2 separate regions of the Mus musculus genome follow, and region 1 is linked to region 2. A link is a contact called in public capture Hi-C data. All regions are on one chromosome and are shown on one strand. Each heading gives the region's core, a stretch centred on a gene start, on an enhancer-like site or on the middle of the called end of the contact. The rest is flanking DNA. Distances are from core to core; before and after follow the strand shown.

Region 1 (3,373 bases), core at 453-2,952, 160 kb after region 2:
AAGTGCTTTAACCAGCGTCATCTCCTCTGGTCCCAGACTGTACACTTAGCATGTCCCCAGTGGATCGGTTTAAAGGGAAGGGGAAGGGGAAGGGGAGGAGCGGGTGCCAAAAGAAGTTGTCTGGCCTCCACTCACATGAACACTCACAGAGGCAAACACACATTTTCTTAAGCCTTCTATGGAGCTGGAGAGGTAGGTCAGTGATTGGCAGCACTTGCTGCTCTTGCTCCAGGTTCAATTCCCAACAACTCCTAGGTCTCCTCCTCCCTCCCTCTGATGAAATACTCGGTGTCTAGCCAAGGCTTTCATAGGGGAGCCGGACAAACCCATGAACAAAGGAGACCAGAGCAAACCCCTGCCTGTGTCATGCCTGTGTCACAGGGGAGACAATGGACAAGAGGATGACAGAAACCATAGCACTGTCTTAAATACAGTGTGTGGGGAAATTAAGCAGAGACAGAATTGAAGGAAGTAACCCTTGAGAGGAACCAAGGGAGGGAGTCCTGTTGGTATCTGCAAAAAGCATCTCGGGAGTATGAACAGCACATGCAGAGGTCCTTAGCTCAGACACGCCTGGGATGCTTGAAAGCTCTGGGGACATCATGGGAAGCAAAGCAAGAGAGAGAGAGAGAGAGAGAGAGAGAGAGAGAGAGAGAGAGAGAGAGAGCACAGTGGTGGCTCCCGGACCACCATGGAGAGGTCCCCAGCTTTTCTTCTAAATGAGATGAGGCCTATTAAGTTCTCGCACACATTATAACCTGCAGTCTTCTGCTTGCCTGCCCCCCATCCCAACAGTACTCCTGCTTCATTAAGGTGTGGGGTTTCTTCTCAGCTCCCTGACCTGAGTGGGGGAATCTAGGACTCTTGAAATCATCGGGACTCTTGAATGTGGAGGTACAAACTGGGAAGAAAATGAGGAGCCCTCCTCCTGAGAAGACTCAGAGCTCCGAGCCCCTGGTTCCACCCACCCTGAAGTGGAGCAGAGGCTTTCTGAACTGTGTCTGCACATAGCCCCAGAAGCTCCAGAGACGACTCCTTCTGACTCAGCAGGTGGATGCAGGGCTCAGACTGCATCCTTAAAGGGCCATGATGCTTTGTGTGACCAGAGCGTGGGGCATGCTAGCACTGACTCTCATGCTTAGGGCCTGCGAAGTGACAATCGGAAGCGCATGCATCTGGGTTTGACAAAAAGAAAATGAAATCGAGTGTCAGGATCTGAGCTGGGGGTGTGGGTCTGTCATTCTGAGAACTCAGGAGGCTGAGGCAGGAGAATTGTAGTTGTAAGGCTTCCCTGAGCTGCAGTGTGACTCAGAGGCCAGCCTGGGTGACTGCGTGAGATCCTGTCTTGAAATAAAAACTAGAAAGAGGGCTGAGGATGTGACTCAGAGGTAGAGCTCTTGCTTAGCATGCATGAGGCACGGGGTTCCATCCCCAGCGCTTTGAAAACTGACAGATAAATGCAGTGAAGTTTCAAAGAAGGAGTGGGAGTCTCGCTGACCCTCTGCCTGCCTGCTAGGAAGGACTGGGGTCTTGCTGACTCTCTGCCTGCCTGCTAGGAAGGACTGGGGTCTCACTGACCCTCTGCCTGCATGCCAGGGCTTCCTTTCAGACCTGGGGAATTCTGGGTTCTGAAGCCTAGGCAATAGGAACCTTGCTGACACAGCAGTACCTAAACGTGGTGCCAGCTGCTGCTAAGGCACTTCCATGGCAGCCATCTGGGGACAGGAAGCCAAGGAATGCCAGCAGGAGATGGTGGCTCTGAGAAGAAGCAGCCACTCAGGCTGGGCGGGCTGGCTGTGTGAGGATGTGAGTCTCATTCAAATCGCCAGCAAGGGCTTGGCCTCCCTTTCTCTGTGTGCAAATATCAGCTCTTGTTTTCCAAGCTGCAGGGTGAGACAGAGGGGAGTCTGCAGCGCTTTGTTCTGGGGCTAGTCACGGGCACTGAGAGGCAAGAAGCCAGTCACTGATGGGCTCTGAGAAGGTTTTGTTATCTTCCTAAATTGCTGTTTGCAGCTGTGCAGTGAAGCTGAAGCAAAACACAGGAAGGGCCTGGCTTTCCCAAGTCACTTCCTCCTACGTTCACTCTCTCTGCCTTCCCACCTGGAAAATGGGTCCAGGCTTAGCTCCTTCCAACCCTCTAAGGGGTAGACTGATAGCACTTCCAGAATACAGTGGCCTGTGATCCCATCATTTGGGAGGCTGAGGCAGGAGGCTCCTGAGTTTGAGGCTACATGTTAAGCCCCCGCCTCAAACAAAACAAAACAAAACAAAAAATCAAGACAAAACAACAACAAAAGTACGATCAAGATCAAAGGGCACTGAGCCAGTTAACTTTTCAAAGGGAAACTTTTCAAAGGCATTCCATACAGTCACAGTGTCTTGCAACTGTGTATCTAGTTCCTACACAGGAAGGCAGTTCTCCCCATGTGGAATGGGAGGGCACACTGCCTCTGGGGACACGCAGTGTTGCCTTTGGTTTTAGAACCACACATGCTACTCCATATCCCACAGTGCCCAGGACAGCACCAACTCAGGCACTGTGTCAGGCTGGGAACCCACTGTCCCTGTACTCAGAGTGCTGTGACTGCATGGCTAACATCACCTGTTCCCTCTTGCCTTCCAGCTCCAAGGTTTCTAGCTCCATTCACAACGCGACGGACTAGGGTTGCCTCTGAGAGACTGAGCCAGAGAACAGGGTGTGATTTTGCTGTGAACTAGTCTGTGTGTCAAGCCCTCATGTAGGAGCAGCATGTGTCCTCCCAAGTGCTGAGGCCCCATGCGGCCCAGCAGACAGTTCCTGGGGTGAAGGAGAGAGACTGAGGAGACAGATACTGTCAGATCACCTCCTGAGATGCCTGCTCTAAAGCCACCACTAGGTTAAAAAGATTTATTCTAGTTATGAGGCTCAGCCTTTTATACTTTTCATCTCTGGCCGGTTGGATTCGTGGATGCTAGCATAAGCATGCCCTCCACACCATCTAGTGTGCTCTGGGTGCTGAGTTCACCATCTACTGCATCTAGTTCACCATCTAGTGTGCTCTGGGTGCTGAGCTCATTTCGCTTACTGGCTTCTCTGTGAGTCCAGAAACTTTGCTGTCTTCTGCCCTTGGCTCTGTCTGCAGTAGTGGGGAATGCGGGGAATGCTGGGGTGTCTCTCAGCCAATGCAGAGCTCCTGCATTTGTAGTCATGGCTCTGCAGGGGTGGAAAGAATGCAAGGAATGAGTGAAGGCTGGGGCTTGGCATGCTGTGGCCACTGTGCTGTGTGCACAAGATTGGGCCTGTAAACACCATGCCATGGAAGAAAGAGGGGTCACAAGGCTTTGTCCTTCTATGAGGACAAAGTGTGGCAAGTGTGGCAACATCTTTCTCCAG
Region 2 (3,685 bases), core at 703-3,202:
TGTCTTATATGTACGTATGTTGCATATATGTGTGTCTTGGATGTATGTGTATGTATGTGTATTGTAAGTATGTACATGGTATGTGTATATGATGTATGTGTAGTGTATATGTGTGTGTGCTGTGTATGTGTGCTGTGTATGTGTGTGGTGTATGTGTAGTGTATATGTGTGTGTGCTGTGTATGTGTGTGGTGTATGTGTGCTGTGTCTGTGTGGTGTGTATGTGTCTGTATGTATAGTGTGTATTGGTTTATGTGGTATGTATGTATGTATGTGTCTGTATATGTATGGTGTATATATGTCTCTGTGTGTGGTGTGTGTGAGAGAACACACAGGTGTTCTGTGGGGTCACAGGACAATTTACAGGAGTTGTTTTTCTCCTTCCAGCCCATGGTTCCAGGGCCTGAAGACAAGTGCCTGTCCTGATGAGCCACCCCACTGGTCCAGAGGAAAATGACTTCATGCCTCCTTTCCCCCCCCTTTCTTTCCCTTTTATGTTTTAAATCCGTATATTTATTTATTTCCATAGTAGGAATTACAAGATGATCAGCCAAGTGTCGGCACAACTGTTTAAAGTGTCATCAGAAAAGTCGGCATTTCCTTTCTTTTCTCATTCTTAGTGGGAGGCTTTTCCTGCTGGCTCTGAGGTGGTGGCTGCTGCTCTCACATTGAGGTTTTGAGAATGGAGAGTGGGAAAGCCCAGCCTGCTTCCCTCCTCAGGATTTGTGTTTTCATTCATAGAGGGGATCCAAATGCTTTCCCTTTCATTGAGCAGGTCTTCTGAGACCTTGCTTTACAGAACGCTGCAAGGTTGTCATATCACAGCATGGCTGGAGTGGAAACCAAGCCATATGTTCATCTCTGGAGGTTCCCTAAAAGGGCCAGCCAGGAGAAAGAGAGGAACCCTTTGCATGTCCCGGTTATCACTTCTGTCACAAGCTCAAACACTAGTGCTCCTTGTAGGACACTCCCTGGTGGAAAGTGATATGTCAGGTATACTCTCCCCTTGTTGATTTGGAATGTACAATTAGAATCTTACTATGTTGCCCAGGCTATCCTGAAACTCACCATCTTCCTGCTTCAGTCCCAGGTACTGGGACTCTGTGTGCGTAACCAGTCATGCCATGGCCACCCCCAGCCCACCCTCGCCCCCAAATGTCTTCATTCTGAGTCAGGAGCTCACTGAGCACCTCAGCCCTCCTCAGCCCTCCTCAGCCCTGCGACATAGTGTACTGCTCGCTGTCTTTTGGAACTCATAGAATGAGTGTACTGCTCGCTGTCTTTTTGGAACTCATAGAATGGGAATCATGGGGGCCAATCGTGGCGATTCACATCTACACTCATGAGACAGAGGCAGGAGGATCACAAAGTCACAAAGTTGATTCTGCCAAGGTTATCTAGTGAGCCCCGCTTTAGTTTTTTTAAATTGAAAGTGTGTGTGTGTGTGTGTGTGTGCTTGTGTGTGCGTGTGCATGTGTGTGTGGGGCATCCAGTAGAATGGAGGTCTTTCTGAGTGATGGTCTGCGGTGTGGAGGTGTGTGAGCCACAGGGAATTCAGGGAAGCATGTTACTCCCTCACTTCTGGGTTAGAGCACTCACCACAGAACAGGAACATTTTCCAGGCTGCTGGGAAGCCTAGCACCTGATCTGAGTCACTCAGAGATGAGGTGGTCAGGCTCCCTCTGCCTACAGAGTCTCACAAATGTGTCCTGTGGCTGTTCTGCCCTTGTTTGAACATCACAGATTGTGTCTTCATAGCGGAGGATAGCTGCACTGCCACTATGTGATCTTGTGTGATACTTTGTGTCAACACAGAGCCTTGGAGTCTTTATCACCTTGGCTTATGAACTAGGGTCCACCATTGACCCCAGCCAGTGGCTGGATTTACTGAGAGGTATGGTAAGCTTGCTGCAGGGGGAGGGGCTGGAAGGAGCTGCAAAGCAGCAACGGGTGGGTGGCATCTTTTGTACCTTGGAAGAGACCAATTTGGTCCGGTCCTTATGTAAATTAGTCATCCAGTTGGGATAAACTTGGTTGGTAAATTTAAATGTGAATGAGAGACTCTGCATCCAGAATTGGTCAAGAAAAGGGCGGAAATATATAGGAAAGCCTGCTGAAGGGGTCAGAAGCTGGATAAAAATCACCACACAATACAGTGTAAGCCCATGAGCTTGGGAACTAAGATCTGCAGCCCCAGAATGCATCACAGCCTGCTACCCACCAGCCTTTGCTCTTTTTGTTTCCTGGCCACTTCTCTCCCTTGGAACTTTCTGTTCAGCTTCTGAGGTTTTGTAGTCTTCCAAACAGAGCAGCCAGCTGGGAAACAAACACACAGACCCGATGTGCAGTGTCGGGGCATTGCACACTCAAACCACAATAGCTTTAAATATCTTCCAGGCCAGAGTAACGTGTAGTGGTACATGCTGTGACTGCAGCATTTGAGAAGTTGAGGCAGGAGGATTGCCATGTGTTCAAAAGCCCAGCCGGGGCTGTATAACAAAATCCTGACTCAAACACACCCCCCCCTAAATAAAAAAAGCCAAATCTCTTCTGTCAGACCTAGGATGTGGCTCAGTGGCAGGATGATTGCTAGCTTGTGTGGACAAGGCCCTACCCTCCATCCCCAACATGGAGAAAAAAGGCCAAGAGTGGTGACATAGGTCTGCAATTCTAGCTCATGGGAAGCTGAGGCAGGACCATCACAAGTTTAAGGCCAGTCTGGGCTTCGTAGCAGACCTTGTCTCAAAAGCAACAATACGGGGTGTGGTTTGAGATAGGTTTGTAGTTAAGAGCTCTTGCTGCTCTCACAGAGGACCTGAGTTAGTTCCCAGCATGTTCTCTGGGTGGCTCAAAGCCACTTGTAAGCCGCAGGGGGTCTTGTTTTAAGTTAGAGCTTCTATTGCTGTGATAAAACACTATGACCAAAAGTAACCTGCCTCACAGTCAATCATCTTAGGGCAGTCAAGGCAGGAACTCAGTCAGGAACACGGAGGTAGAAACCGAAGCAGAGCCGTGAAGGAATGCAGCTTACTGACTTCCTCACTATGGCTTGCTGAGCCTGCTTTTTATATACTGCAGCCACCCGTATCAATCATTAATTAAGAAAATGCCCCCACAGGATGGCCTATAGGCCAATCTTATGAAGATTATTTTTTTCTTGTTGTGGTGCCCTCATCTCAGATCAGTTTAGCTTGTAACAAGTTGACAAAAACAAAACAAAACAGGACAATTGATCCCCTTGTCAACCTGACACAAAAGCACATCACTACTCAACAGCAACCTTTCCTTTCTTGTTTATCCCCAAGATCTCATATTTATCAATATCTCAACATAAAATACACAGCACCTTTCTAAAAAAAGATTTATTTATTTTATTTATATGAGTACACTTGTTGTAGCCCCCGAATTATTGATGCTAACTCTCTGCAGTTAATTGCCCTGCTCCTTGGAAGCCTCACCAAAGAGACTCCAGTGTTGTGTACAGACGGTTTGACTCTTCCTTCTGTGGCAAGCGCAGCACTCTGGCAGCTGGTTTCTGTACTGCATCTCCCAGCAGCAAACCCGTGGCTTCCTCCCCTCTCTAGCCACTCTGAGGAAACCCAGCCTGGCATTAGAATGATACTGTCCATAACCCCCCCTTAATAAAACACCCCAGGGAGCCAGATGCCAGTTTGAGACAGCCTCCC

Evidence for each region. Capture Hi-C pulls out chosen DNA fragments and counts their contacts.
Region 1: a capture Hi-C map of embryonic stem cells shows a contact between it and region 2, with 2.6 times the contacts expected there. The contact joins two enhancer-like sites. A contact is called at or near these places in 2 of 484 Hi-C or Micro-C datasets (embryonic stem cells and trophoblast stem cells) and 1 of 9 other capture datasets (embryonic stem cells).

Annotation. Positions count from the first base shown.
Region 1 is chr8:84,457,704-84,461,076 of GRCm38.p6, forward strand. All of the region lies in intron 1 of Cacna1a (calcium channel, voltage-dependent, P/Q type, alpha 1A subunit), which reads left to right. Among named protein-coding and RNA genes, the nearest start is that of Cacna1a, 44 kb to the left of the region's middle. Within about 2 kb of position 1,703, at least 74 of the 459 cell types and tissues checked have an H3K27ac peak or open chromatin away from gene starts, as enhancers often do. A contact at or near this core is called in embryonic stem cells, where this site is marked.
Region 2 is chr8:84,295,564-84,299,248 of GRCm38.p6, forward strand. No RefSeq gene overlaps it. Among named protein-coding and RNA genes, the nearest start is that of Ccdc130, 27 kb to the left of the region's middle. Within about 2 kb of position 1,953, at least 5 of the 459 cell types and tissues checked have an H3K27ac peak or open chromatin away from gene starts, as enhancers often do. A contact at or near this core is called in embryonic stem cells, where this site is marked.